Regions from separate parts of the Mus musculus genome. Here regions 2 and 3 are each linked to region 1. The links are chromatin contacts, called in public HiChIP or PLAC-seq and capture Hi-C maps. All regions are on one chromosome and are shown on one strand. Each heading gives the region's core, a stretch centred on a gene start, on an enhancer-like site or on the middle of the called end of the contact. The rest is flanking DNA. Distances are from core to core; before and after follow the strand shown. Region 1 holds the start of Bcl6 (B cell leukemia/lymphoma 6). Region 2 holds the start of Il1rap (interleukin 1 receptor accessory protein). Region 3 holds the start of Tmem207 (transmembrane protein 207).

The links. HiChIP or PLAC-seq counts read pairs in DNA pulled down with a chosen protein or histone mark. Capture Hi-C pulls out chosen DNA fragments and counts their contacts.
Region 2: a capture Hi-C map of embryonic stem cells shows a contact between it and region 1, with 7 times the contacts expected there. The contact joins the promoter of Il1rap here to the promoter of Bcl6 in region 1. A contact is called at or near these places in 2 of 39 promoter capture datasets (the 3T3-L1 cell line and embryonic stem cells) and 1 of 9 other capture datasets (embryonic stem cells).
Region 3: a contact with region 1 is called in an H3K4me3 HiChIP or PLAC-seq map of embryonic forebrain, with 12 times the contacts expected there. The contact joins the promoter of Tmem207 here to the promoter of Bcl6 in region 1. A contact is called at or near these places in 2 of 115 datasets of contacts at active chromatin or transcription factors (astrocytes and embryonic forebrain).

The regions. Positions count from the first base shown.
Region 1 is chr16:23,986,671-23,991,026 of GRCm38.p6, forward strand. Bcl6 (B cell leukemia/lymphoma 6) reads right to left here and starts at 2,182. Exons shown (of 10, transcript NM_009744.4): 1 at 1,905-2,182. Gm31527 (a long non-coding RNA gene) reads left to right here and starts at 1,597. Exons shown (of 2, transcript XR_384770.3): 1 at 1,597-2,558.
Region 2 is chr16:26,579,583-26,583,938 of GRCm38.p6, forward strand. Il1rap (interleukin 1 receptor accessory protein) reads left to right here and starts at 2,123. Exons shown (of 11, transcript NM_001159318.1): 1 at 2,123-2,304.
Region 3 is chr16:26,524,723-26,529,078 of GRCm38.p6, forward strand. Tmem207 (transmembrane protein 207) reads right to left here and starts at 2,049. Exons shown (of 5, transcript NM_001101640.1): 1 at 1,918-2,049; 2 at 66-103. The coding sequence starts at 1,992.

The sequences.
Region 1 (4,356 bases), core at 932-3,431:
GAAGGGGAAAAAGAGATAAAATTACTTCTTAGGGAGTGGGGTGCGATGCTTGTCAAGGACCCTGTAACTGCTTCTGAGTTCCAGCGCCGGGCTTGAGGTCATTTCTCACTACCCCTAGCACAAAAACTAAATTTCTATGGGAGGGAGCGCAACACAGAGATTATTTATTTTACTGTTAAAATAATATTGTTTGGTGCTGTTGTTTTTCATAGGGGACCTTTAAAACTCATTTTTGCAACACTAGCTCCATCTCTCGCCAGGGTTCCAATAACGCGGTATTATACAGGCAACGCAACCCGCAGTTCTCAAGACATTTAACGTTCACTGTTTCCGGCAGGGGTGGCCTCCAGCTCCCACTGCCCCCCAGGCAGCCCATTTCCTAGGTTCCAACTCTCAACCCACTCCCTCCCCGGGCCGCCGCCGCCGCTTTTCCCCATTCCTACTCCCTCCCTTGAGGAGAGCCACAGGTTGCAAATCCAACCAACCTCGCAATCTGTTTTTGCAAAATCACTCACAAAGATCTCCCTATCGCACCCGCTCCTCCCGTCCGGGGTCCCCCAGCAGGAATCACAAAGTACCCCTTCTTCCCTCCCTGATCTTGCAAATCAGGAACGCAGGCTGGGGCTCTGTTTTTCTTCCTTCTCCCAAAATAAGGACCTTGGGAATCTGAAGAGTGGCTATCGCTATACCCAGGGCCACTTTTTTTTTTTTTTTTTTTTTTAAACACAGCTTGCACCAAGGGGGAAAAATGAAATTAAATTTAGGAAAGGGAGGGAACTACCGCTGAGAGCCAACGCAGTCACGCAGCACCCAAAATACAAACACCGCGGCCGCCAGAAATCCCGCCACCTCTCCGGAGCTCCGGGCTGGCTGGCCAAGACCCCCCCGGGTCCCGCACGCTGAAAGCGCCGCAGGTGCAAAAAAAACAAAAAACAAAAAACAAAAAAACCGCGCACCCCTCTCCCACCCTCCCCCAAAATCCCTGTCCCGCCTTCAAGCCTCCTTCCTCGGGCTGGGCAGACCGAGCGCACCCGGGTTCCCGACTGCCTCGACTCCAACCAAGAAAGAGTAATTTTCAAAGTATTCAACGTCCCCGCCCCCCGTGCAAGCGAAGCCTTCCCAAAACACTGTCTCTCCTTGGGAAGATCACGGCTCTCAAAGGAAACTGCAGACACGATACTTCATCTGGCTTTATGACCAAAAAGAAAAGGGAAAATAAAACAACCAGCCGAGGAGTTGGCTTGCATTCCCCCCGCTGACTCCCGGCTCGGGTGCAAGGCAGGGACTGTGCGGGGCCGGGGCCGGGGCCGGGGCCGGTGGACGGCCGCCAACGCGGGCACCGGGAGAACTGAGCGGGGAGGGAGGCAGCGGCGGGGAAGGCAGTTTGCAAGCGAGCAGAGAAAGCAAGCCAAGCCGCGCGAAGCCGGCGGGGCCGCCGCGGTCCGCCCTCCCAGGCCGCGCAACCCAGCGCCCGCCGCCCCGCGCCCCTGCGTCTCCAAACACCGAAACAACACCGGGCAGGGCGGCACAGCCTCCCCGAGGCGGCCGAGGCGCTCCAAGACAGCAAAAAAAAAAAAAAAAAAAAAAAAAAAAGAAGAAGAAGAAGAAGAAGAAGAAGAAGAAGAAGAATACGTATGCGAAAAGCTAGATCCTACAGTGGGAGAGACGTGGGGCTGATCTTCGGCATTTATTTTAACACCTGACAGCTAGAATCAATAAATAGATACATTTATATCAATAGATACACATAGGAAACTTGGAGCCAAAGCATTTGGCAAAAGCGGAAAAAAAAAGAATTAAAAGGTAAAATAATGATCATGAGCAGCGGCGGCGGCAGCGGCACCAGCGGCAACAGCGGCGGCGGCGGCAGCGGCAGCGGCGGCGGCAGCAACAGCAATAATCACCTGGTGTCCGGCCTTTCCTAGAAACTTCTTGCATCACCACTTCTAAGAACCCCAGTTCTAAGAATCAACAGAGCTCAATTCTCGGAATTTGAGCTGCGGGCTTTACCATTGCTCCGCAGCAGGGGAGGACTCGGTGGCAGCGGCGCGCTCCGCAGCGCCCTCCCGGCCGGCAGAATGCCTCGGGGCCGCGCCGCTCGCCGCCCTATAGTGCGGATCGTGGTTCCCGCAGCACCGCCGCCCGGAACACCGGGGGTCCCGAGGCGGGCGCGCGCGGCTACAAGGCGACCCTCCCTGCCCCGGGCCACCGATGGAACCGCCCGCTCCGCCGCCGTCACGTGGGCTCCGTGACGTCGGCGTCTTCGCTGTAGCAAAGCTCGGCCTCTGGAATTCTGAGAACTAATTTGCTATTCGGTGACATAAGAGGGAGAGTGCGCTTTGCTTTCCCGGGGTCTGGGGCTAATTCTTCCTCTCCTACCCATAAACTCGGCTCCTCGAGCTAAATACACAAAAGGGAGCGAGAGAGTTGAGCCGTTAGAACAAGTGTGTTAGAGGCAGGTTTAGAGAGACGAGGGAGGGAGAAAACAATAAATACCACAGCTCCTTCCAGCTAGAGTATTAGGCACCACGAGAAAAATATTTGCCAAGCAGTTTTCGGTGGGTTCATTTGTTTTCTTTTTATTTGGGACAATTATGTTGGGGCGGGGGGGGGGTCCTTTGGGGATGGTGGCTTGGGATGCTCCTGTTGTATTTTAATGATTTAGGTGGGGTTTTTTTTCCGCTTCTGATTTTTGCCTTTTGCAAGTTTGTGGTGTTATGTAAATCGTCGGGACTGTCATTCGTTGGTTTTATTGTCTCCCTGCGTTCTCGCTTTCTCTCTCTCTCTCTCTCTATCTCTCTCTCTCTCTAAAGGTGCAATATTTCAACCTAATACCATTGACAGAAGCTTACATTTTTGGCCACATATGACAGCCCCAACCTCCAACACCACCACCGCTCCCCGCCCGCCCCCCCCGCCCGCCCCCCAGCCGCCCTTGGTACAATTTCCTTTTCCTCTTGGACTTTTGCTGAAGCTTTCCTGCACTTGAAAGAGATGTAAAAGGATTTGGATTGGTTTGGTTTGTTTCTTTCCAGGACAGCGAGTGGTGGGTTTACTCTGTTACTGTTGACTCTCAGGAAATTTCTTGATGCTAGAAATGTGTGTGTGGGTACGTGTAATGTTTGCCTGTTACAACATTCTGTGAAGCCAAATACATGTTTGTATTTTGCTATTTTCTTAAGGTCTTGAACATTCCCCCCACCCTTTTTTTTAAACCCCCACTGGGTTCGTTTCAAGGTCGTCGGGAGAAAGGAAAAAAAATCTCTTCAGTATGTGTTGAAGGGATCAGCCTGAGGGAATTCTAAAGGCCTGGCTGCCAGGATCACAGATACTGCGCGTATTGAGTACAGGCTGTGCTACACTAGGCGCACTGCTCGCAGCCGGGTCCTCTAGGCTTTGGAGCAGAGCTGAGGGGAGGAGAGGAGCGGAATCTTTCTTTCCCTTCTTTCTTCCTTTATTTTAAAAGGTGAATACAGGGCAGACTCCTTTCACGGTGGGCCCTGGGTTATGTGTTCATAGCTGCAGTTTCCTTATTTAAATGTTGGTCGGGGTTTTTGCCCTCCTACTCATCCCTGGATGAGTGAGACTCTTGTTTCTTTTATGTCTGTCTCTTGCAAGAAGGGTGTGAGCTAAATAATATTCAGATTCCTTAAGAACTAGAATGAACTCAAAGTGTTTGGAGCAAAAGACTCTTTCAAAGGTCAGGCTGTTCTGGGCTTTAGCTGTGAAAGTCCTTCAAGTGGCTCGTTAAATCACAGAGGGGTTTTCAAGCATTCGCAAAATATCTCCACATATTAATTTCTAATGAATACTTGTGGACCACAACCCTAAACGTGGGCTTAAAAATAGAGATGCAAGCAGAGTTCTGGAAGACTGCTGGCTTGTGGGGTACAGAGGACTGGTCCTATGAGAAGTTTTTGCTGTGCTGTTGTTGGAGTACCACCACTTCAAAAGATGATGTCACAGGTTTTAGAACTGGGGGAGTCGAGGAAGGAGCTGGTTGTTTTCTGTGAGGGTTGGAACTTAGAAAATCCGTTGTCTGTCCCTGAGAAATCTGAATGCTTTAATACGTATTGGCAGATGGATTACTGCAGTCTCGGTGGAAAAGCCTGTCTTGTGAAGGATTTTTGAGGAATACACATAGGCCTAATCCTATCACTGTTGGGAAAATGAACATTTTACTTCCAAAGACACGGTGACTTTGTCAAATTGATCCACACTGCCCGGAAGCAGGGTGGCTGCTTTGGGTTTTTGTGTCTTAGAGTCCCCTTCCCTCTCATTTTAGAGTATTAAGTTAATCCCACTGGACCAAAATGACACCCTAATTTTGCTGAAGTGAATTTCTTTGTGTAGCTA
Region 2 (4,356 bases), core at 873-3,372, 2.6 Mb after region 1:
TATGAATATATAGATTTGGCTAACTATTTTATTTCTACTATTTATGTAGGATAAAATAATATGCTGTGTTTGTAAAATTCCTTCCATCTCCATGTTATGTGCAGTTGCTAATTGCCCAGGATAATATCTAGGTCCATTGGCAACTGACATAATCTTCCTGGCTTCTGGGTAGCCCAAGGTAGTTCATCCAGGTGAATGTTTTGGAAAGTCGATGCTTACTGCTTGGGTCCTGACTTTTGTATCTTCTACTTTTAGATTGAAAGCATTGAGAAAATTATTTAAACTTTCTTTACATCTTTTGCATGGCACCCTATCTGTTGCTGTGAGAGTTGAGTGAATTAATATATCTGAGGCCATTGTGATTGATTTATGCCTTCTATTTTGTAGATAACCTACAAAATCATTAGTGTAGTGCTTAATAAGTGTACTACATTAAAAGGAAAAGTTGATGCCTGGAATATGTTTAATGAATGAGGAAGAAATCAAAGAATTTTATTTGTGCTTATCACCAGTAACTTAAAAAATGTCCTAGATCATTTCTTCTTTGCATCAGTGACAATCTTATGGGCATGGAGTATGTGTCAGATATCCATACATAAAATAATAATGTAACGGCTCAATTGTCTTGAGGTCAGGAGACACAGAAGCATCTCAGTTAGTTCTTTTAGGAAGGTATTGCAGTGTGAATATGAACTCTTCCCCCATAGGTTTGTGTGTTGAATAACTGGTCTGTTTCGGGAGAGTCTGGAAATTTAGGTTCGAGCTCTAGTTTGGAGGAAGGAGGTTGGTGCAGCACGGATGTGACAGTTCTATCTGGTCCCTTGCCTTCTTCCTTCCCTGTGCTTTTGCTGGTGCAGAAAGTGATCAGCCTCTCCTCTTCCCACAATGCAACACAAAGGTACTGGAGCAGAAGAGTCAAAGTAGTTGCTTCCATCACTTAAGTTGTCCTTTCAGGTGTTTTGGTTACAGCAGTGTCACGGAAGTGTGCAAGGTTTGAACAGCCAGCATCTTTAGGAAGGCTGACCTTTCTTGGCTCTTATTTTGTTCCCAAGCACACACACCCTTTCCTTTTACACCCCTTTCCTCATTGCTTAATTGCTTCATCTGGGACTCAATTTCTCAAATAAACAAATTAATAAGACACAGTTAAGTAGTTTGAGGGTGGGGCAGACAAGGAGGTGGCAAGGAGCAAGGCCTGTGAGAAGAGACAAGTATGGTTGGCAGATTGCCTTTGTTGGGGATACTCTGAAATGAGGACCGTGTTTGAAGGGCCTTGTTCTCGAGGAGGCTTTTGAACAAGGAAACTGATGTAAGGAAGACCATTATACAGATCCTCAGATGATTACATAACTGCAGTGTATAGTAGAGATGGCAGCTAAAGCTTTTCTAAGGACCCGGTGATAGGAGAATGACGGAATAGAAAATTATTTTCTTCTGTAATCGATTATTCCATTCAATCACCAATGCATTCTTCTTTGTCAGCTTATTCGTCTTGAATGCTAGCTTTTTTGCCTCTCATTATACTAGTGGCTGATTATGATAGTGGACGATACTGATAATGTCCTACTGTCATGATGGGTGCTCTCTTTCCTGTGTCCCCTACTTCTAGCAGAGCAAGATAGGGCTCCTGACTAAGGAGAAGGCTGTGCTGCCGCTGGTTCCTGTTGCTCTAGGAACTCGACACATGGTGGGTTCTCTGGGGTGCAGCCTTAATCGACTCATGGCCATTAGTATGTGACAGGTGAATACACAGACCAAAGGAACCGTAGGCTAGGACCCACTTGGGTTGCAGGACCGCGATCTTCAGTGGAGCACAACGGTGCGCTTAGGTGTGCAGAGGCTCTGGACCTGCTCTGAGTATTTTGGTCTTGAGACCAACCGGCTGCAGGGCTAGCCCTTCCTTGCACGTTCCGCCCCAGCCCCAGTGGCCCACGCGGTGGCACCCAGCGCAGCCTGGCATCCGCCAGCGGGCGGACCCCACGCGGCTCCTCCTCGCGGCGGGCGGGACTGCCCCGCGTGCGGCCCCAACCCTAGCCTTGGGAAGCCCGGATCGCGGGCGGAGCGCGATTCACCGCGTGGGTGGAGTCTGTGACTGGATCCCAGGGCCAATCGCGCGGTGGCGGGGGAGGAGCTCCGGAGGGGGAAAAAGAAAGTGCGGCGGAAAGTAAGAGGCTAGTCGGGGAAGGCTGCCAGCATCTGGCTTTCCTAGGTTCGGCTTGGACCAGGGCGCTGAAAGAGGCAGTGGTCGGCCACCCTGCATCCATCTGGTCGCTGTCGCCGAGCCTGCTGGGCTGGCCCGATAAGGTGAGTCTTGCTCTGCAGGGAGGGCTGGGTTGAAATGGCCAGCCGCAGTAACTCCGGGTAGTAGGAATTCTTGTAGATCGTCTTCCACAACCCTTCTGGTTTACAGACAGCAAAACTGAGACACGGAGCGAGACTGTGGCCAGGCTAAACAAATCACACTACTAACTAGTAGGGCGGTCGGGGTTCGAACTTAGCAAATTGGAGGCCTATTTCGCCCGGGGCTGTGCGGGTTCTCAGGCTTTTGAGGGATCTATTTCAGGGTCCTTGTGCCTAGGGTTCTCAGGAGTGCCGCTGTAAGCTTGAGGCGAGCAGGAGGCTGTGTCCCAGCACACCCACTCCATCACATCGTAGCTCGCAGTCCCAGCTATGACAGCCCTGGGGAGAGGCTGCCAGCAAGCAGCCTTGCTAGCTCCTTTCCTGACCTGCTTTTTTTTTTTTTTTTTTTTTTTTTTTTCTTCTGAGGGACGTTCCTGCCTAGGGTCTCTTTCAGGCAGTGAGTTCAGGAAGAAGGAAGAGACTACAGGTGCTGGCCACCACTCTCCCAGCCTTGGAGATAGCAGGAACTGTTTTCCTTGAGGGGTGGGGGTGGTGGGCAGGACATGGGATGCCTGTCCTTTAGAACAGCTGGTGCCTGAAGCCTCCTTCTACCTCTAAGTCCTAATTGGGAATAGGGAAGCCTAGTTAAAGAGAAAATCAAAAACACGAAAGCGAACTTCTGCTGTTTCCATTAGGAGACAGTTGCTCCCTTCCCTCCGCAAACCCACTGATTGTGAAATTGTGAACCAAGGCGCTACGGAAAACATTAGATGCTTTTCCATGCAATAAGCTATGGTTACCAATAAGCTGAAAAGGTTATCTTCTGTCTGTGCCTTTGCCTTGTGTTGGCTGTGTAAATTTGGGCAGTTTAGCTCACCTTTCTGAGACTATTTCAAGTAGCAAAATGGACACTAGAATGCCCCCTGTGAATCCTAGGGGTAGTTAGGAGGATGAAATAGAACAGTTCAAGTGACATGTTCAGAGTGGTGCCTGGCCTGGCGACTTTGGCAAATATTGCTCTGTACTAATATTGGCTTCACTGGGTTTGAGAAGGGTTATTTTCTACTACCTTGGTGTGACTTTTTTTTTTAAATCTAAAAGTAGAATGATATTTAGCCTTTAGAGTTTGAGCATTTAAAAATATTTTTTGCATTCAATTTTGTGTGTAGGTGGGTACATGTGTGTACGTGTGTGGGGAGGTCAAAGGACTGTGTGTGTGTGTGTGTGCATGCACATGATGCACATGTGTGTGGAGGTCAAAGAAAATTTCTCAGGAATCCTATCTCTCCACCATGTGGGTGGAACTCTTCTGGTGTTCAGGTTTGGGGGCAGTCATCCTTACCTGGCAGGCCCGAGCAGTTCTTTACAGTGCTTTCTAAACATGGTCCACAGGTAGACTCGCTTGATCATTTGATGTTTGAGCAATGCGAATTTCCTCCTCCTTTTGAGGTCAAGCCTCCAGCCTGGGAACTGCCTTGATAGGAGGCATCCTGCATTGGCAAAGAAGGTTTTTAATGTTTGATAAAGGATGAAAAAGACAAGGAGAAGAAGCTTGAAGTTATAGCAATGCCTTCCATTGCCCCAAGCCTTCTAGTCCTGTTCTTTGGTCCATCTCTACTTCATATTCTGTAGCTAATATCAAGAAGCAAGGGGATTTTTGTATATTGTTCAGTAACACTGGGTAAGTTCAGTCTCTTCTGGATACTAATTGGCTTTATTTAAACCCAAGCACACACATATGCTCACATGAGCCTTCCTGTGTTACTTGTCTTTTAAAATGAAGCAGCTTCCATAGATACCTCCACCTGACTTGCATGACAATTGATTTTATTTTGATCCATATGATTATTTACTACCATCTACTGGCCACAGTGCAAGTCCCTGAAATGAGTAGTTAGCATTTATAAGGGGCTGCCTCCTTCCTTCACAGTCCACAGCACTTGCCTGCAGTATTGATGAACTCCAGGGAAAGGGCGGGATACATCTTGAGAGGAGGTGAGGGTTTGCTGATGTCCA
Region 3 (4,356 bases), core at 799-3,298, 2.5 Mb after region 1:
GACTTGAGTCTGCTGAGTCTATGAATTTTTCAAATGCTAAATAAATACAATATTTTGTTACTTACATTTCATTTTCTTCACAGGATAGATCCGAGAGCACTCGCTGAAACACATATTTAGAACAATAAACTTCAAGCACTGTATTGGTCTAATCCTTTAATGAAAATAGTGCCTAGAGATAGTGTGATTTTACATCTTTTCTTCTCCTCTTCTCTCTCTCTCTCTAAGCTTCGCAGCATTGTTTTTTGTTGGTACACAGAATTTTAATTGAAAAAAAATTGTCTCTGGGTAGATTCTTAAATTCAGCAGGAGTAGGAAATCTACTGAAATTCCTCTTTATACTACAGGATCTGAACAGTATATTGTTTTCTCCACAGACTTTGCGTGATCTAGACAGCCATTGGGACCCTTGAGTTTCTGTTTTCTCATTTAAGTGAGAAGCAAGAGGGTCATTATTTATTATTATTTTCATGTTAAAGAATAACATTCCCAGTCAATGGAAACAGAACTCAATCAATAACTTTTAACAGTATTTAAATATACATGTAAAGTAAGTGCTTTTAATTACTGACGTAAATTTATGGTCACATGATATTCCTGTTTGGGGGGAAAAATAAAATAAAACCTTCCATCTATCAAAGAAGAAAAGAAATAACCTTTGAGAGGTCCAAAATCCTCAGCAATCTAACAAAGTTTTCTTAGTTCTAGGTGATGAACTTTAGAGGCTACAGTATTTCACACCCATAATCACAAGAAAAGAGGTGTTTCTTTTTAGATACTCTTTTTGTATGCTACTTTGACTCTATGAATTGACACTCTCTTGTACAATGAGACATTCAAACATCACTTAATGTAACACTGAGGCTTGGAAAGGTCACTTGAAGCATTTATTTTTCCAGACTATCACATGTAAATATAAGTACAAATAAATTGTTACAAATTTCAAGTGATAGGTTTGGGGTTTTTGTATTTAATATGTGCATTCCCCTTGATCTCAAATGTGCCTTTCTTTTTTTTTTTTTTTTTTTTTAGCACCTAGTATTTATGCCATATGGAGCAATGGATTGGCCATCAGAGAGCATGGTAATGAACAATTTATAAGCACAGAAAATGAGTTGTATTCTCTTTTGCTAAAATGCTGCAAAGAGATTTGCATACTAACCGGGAGGAAATGAGCATTCAAATTCTGTCTATAAAGAAACTTTGTTTATGACGAGATGTAAACCATTTGGGATCTAGCTTAACAGATAAAACAAATTAAGCCAACCTTTCCCTTTCAAGTCACATCCCAGTCTTCTCTGTCTGTTGTACCCTAGCAAGGAGCGTGTGGTATCTCATTATCACCACCAAAGGGCCAATGCATTAGCTGCCAATCTCCCAGGCTGTTATGACATAAAGAAAGGAGGTCTTAATACGCTGCAACCTTCGATCTTTCAGACACCTTGCCTTCAAGTAAGAGACATACAAGGATGCCATTATTGGTTACAAAAAGATGCCACCACAGACTAGCCACATAAACCTAAATATGGCTCTGTCTGCAGCAGTCATCACTGAAAAACTGTCAAGAATCCAGGGAGCTGCAGAGATTGGTAAACATTTTCTAAATTAGAAGAGCCATAGTATTTTTTGTGTCAATAGTATTTCTGTGTTTGAAAACATCGCAAAGTATTACAAAATAAAGTGTACATTTACATCACGGATTTCAACAGCATTGCAGCTAGGAACAAAGAAATGAGACTTGAGGCCATGGATGTTCTAGTTTTCATTTTTGGAAAATAACTAATATAAATCATGGGGTGCTGGTAGAATCTTGAAGAGAATCCTTTACACGCAGTAGTTAAATCACACAAAGGACAAATTCTCAGTATATCAACCCCAAAGAGACCTCCAAAAGCTACTAAAAGCATCAATGATTACCTGGAATAGTGGCAAACACAGGCATCCCGCAGTTACGATTTTGGAAGCGACACGGAAAGGACTTGATGTTGACATGCTAAAAAGAAAGATGTACCCAGATACTGTGGCTTACTCACTCTAATTAACTCTCTCAGAATATATTAGCTGCTCTATGCTATGTGTCCTGCTGCAGTGTGCATTAATGATGGAGTATGTGACCACGAAAGGGCATCCAGGGACAGAATGTTAGCTGCATGCTCACAGGTACTAGGAGCTCAAGGAGTTTAAGGTCAGAACCCAGGGACTGTTTGTTAAGGCTTTTAAATGCTGACCTGCAAAGCCAGCTGGTTGTTTGAACAACTTTCAGTATTCAAGTGCATATTTAATTCCAGGGAACATGTGAGGGTTTTCTTTCTTTCTTCTTTTTATTTATTTATTGTTTATATAACACCTTGTACTGTATACATTAATTCAATCTTCTATGCTTTGTAGACCATCTTTGCTCTTCTTTTCCTACATATCATTTTGAGTAGGAGGTTGTCCTCAGCGTTGAGTCTCCAGTGATCAGATTAGCAAATTTAAAATTTAAAAATAGAGTGGGAACGGGTAGATATGTAAATATGTCCTTTCATAGATAACTAAAAATACTAGAAGTTAATTACTGGAAAATATCAGCTAAATTACAAAGCACCCTTCGGCCACAGCTTTACTTTTCTAGAATGTATCTACATCTTTATATATTGCTTAAATCTGTAAATGGTGCCTATAATAATTTGAAGTGCTGCTCACTGAAACACTGAATGTCCATCAACATGATCAAATACCAAATGGCTACATGCATGCAGCGGAATAGGAGGAGGCTATTATGATTATTTCCATGAATTTCTAAATATGAGGTCAGACACAGAGAGTGATGCAGAAAATGCTCTTAGTGCTATTTTTAAATACAAGTAACAAATGATAGAAGTCAGCCTATATAGCTTGTTACTATTATATATATATGTATATATAAAGGAAGGCAGAGTTAGTGGAGTTTTTTTCTTGTGTAAAATATGCTGCATATGCTTTTATGTGTACAGAATGTGACATAGATTGTCAAAAGTATTTGTAAAAGAGAACTGGAGACTAAGAAAAGAAGTGTGGAAGGGGAAAGTTTCACTATCAGTTTCTTGTCTGGTCGCTACACGTACATTTTGTCTATATGTCACTCAAATGCGTTCACATTTAAAGGGACAAATCTGAAATCAAATATCTAGAATTCAGATCATGGTGCAACCTAAATCCCACAATAGTTTACTAAATTCGATTTTAATTATTATATAGGAACCCATTTATGATTACATCCATAGATTACTCCGGAAACAAAGCTCCAGCTCTGAACTTGGATTTAAAGCTTCTGGATTATTTGCACTGTGTCTGGACAGGCGAAGCAGACTCAGTGACAGCCATGGTCTGTTTAGTATGCAGACACAGACACAGCCATGAATTTCAAAGCAGAGGAAGGGCTCAGTGCCAACACCAACAGGAGAAAAGTAAACCAAGCCTACAGTATTATTTGTGCCTCAGACAGCCTCCATTTTGAGTGTCTTTGAAGCCTGTAATTAAACAGAATGAAAAATAGGCTTTTCACTGGTGAACTTATTTATTAGTCGGTCAGAAGCCTGACTTCCGTCAGCAAAGTCAATGATCTTAAGAATTTCTGGGAAAGAAGGGAAGGCCAGATGATGAGAAAAGAGATGGAATGGAAACAGGGGCTCAATGCTTGGGTTAGCCTTAGAAACTGGCACAATGACCAACCGAATACAAGGAATAAATAATTCTTGTCTAATAGCGCATGACTGTGCAGCCGGGGGCTAGCTAGAGGCATAGCGACTGAATGGAGATACAATCTACCAGCACAGAGATGCTGCGAGTACCACTGCTCTGTTTCTGCTGACATTAAAACCATGCTCATTACTCCTTTTATCTCCCTTCTCTGTGAGACTCTTGATGTCTGCATGGTCCAGGAATGTACCATGGTTTCTTTCTCTGTGTATTTCCTCACAACGTCAGCACAGGTAGGTGACCGGGAGGAAAATTGTGATGATGAAAGACAGCTGTCCTGAATTCTTTGTAGATGTTCTATTTGAAGGTAATTGGAGCGACACTTGTTGTTTTAAGAACCAGAATGGAGCTTGTATCTCCTTTTAACCCGATTTCCCTAATGGCAGCATCTTGCATAATAATTTGTGGTACCACAACTATAAAACTTACTGGAAGAGAATAGCCATCCACAGATTTTTTTTTTTCTTTACTGTTTAGGCTGTATCCTTAAAGCATCTCCCTAACTGTGCTTATGAGCGTGGACATGTCCTAGTGAAGGAATCACAGGGAACTCTAGCTGAACATGGACAATTGATTTTCCTACTAATGAGGTCACTTACATTCGAATACACTCACATTTGCATAGAAGGATCCGAG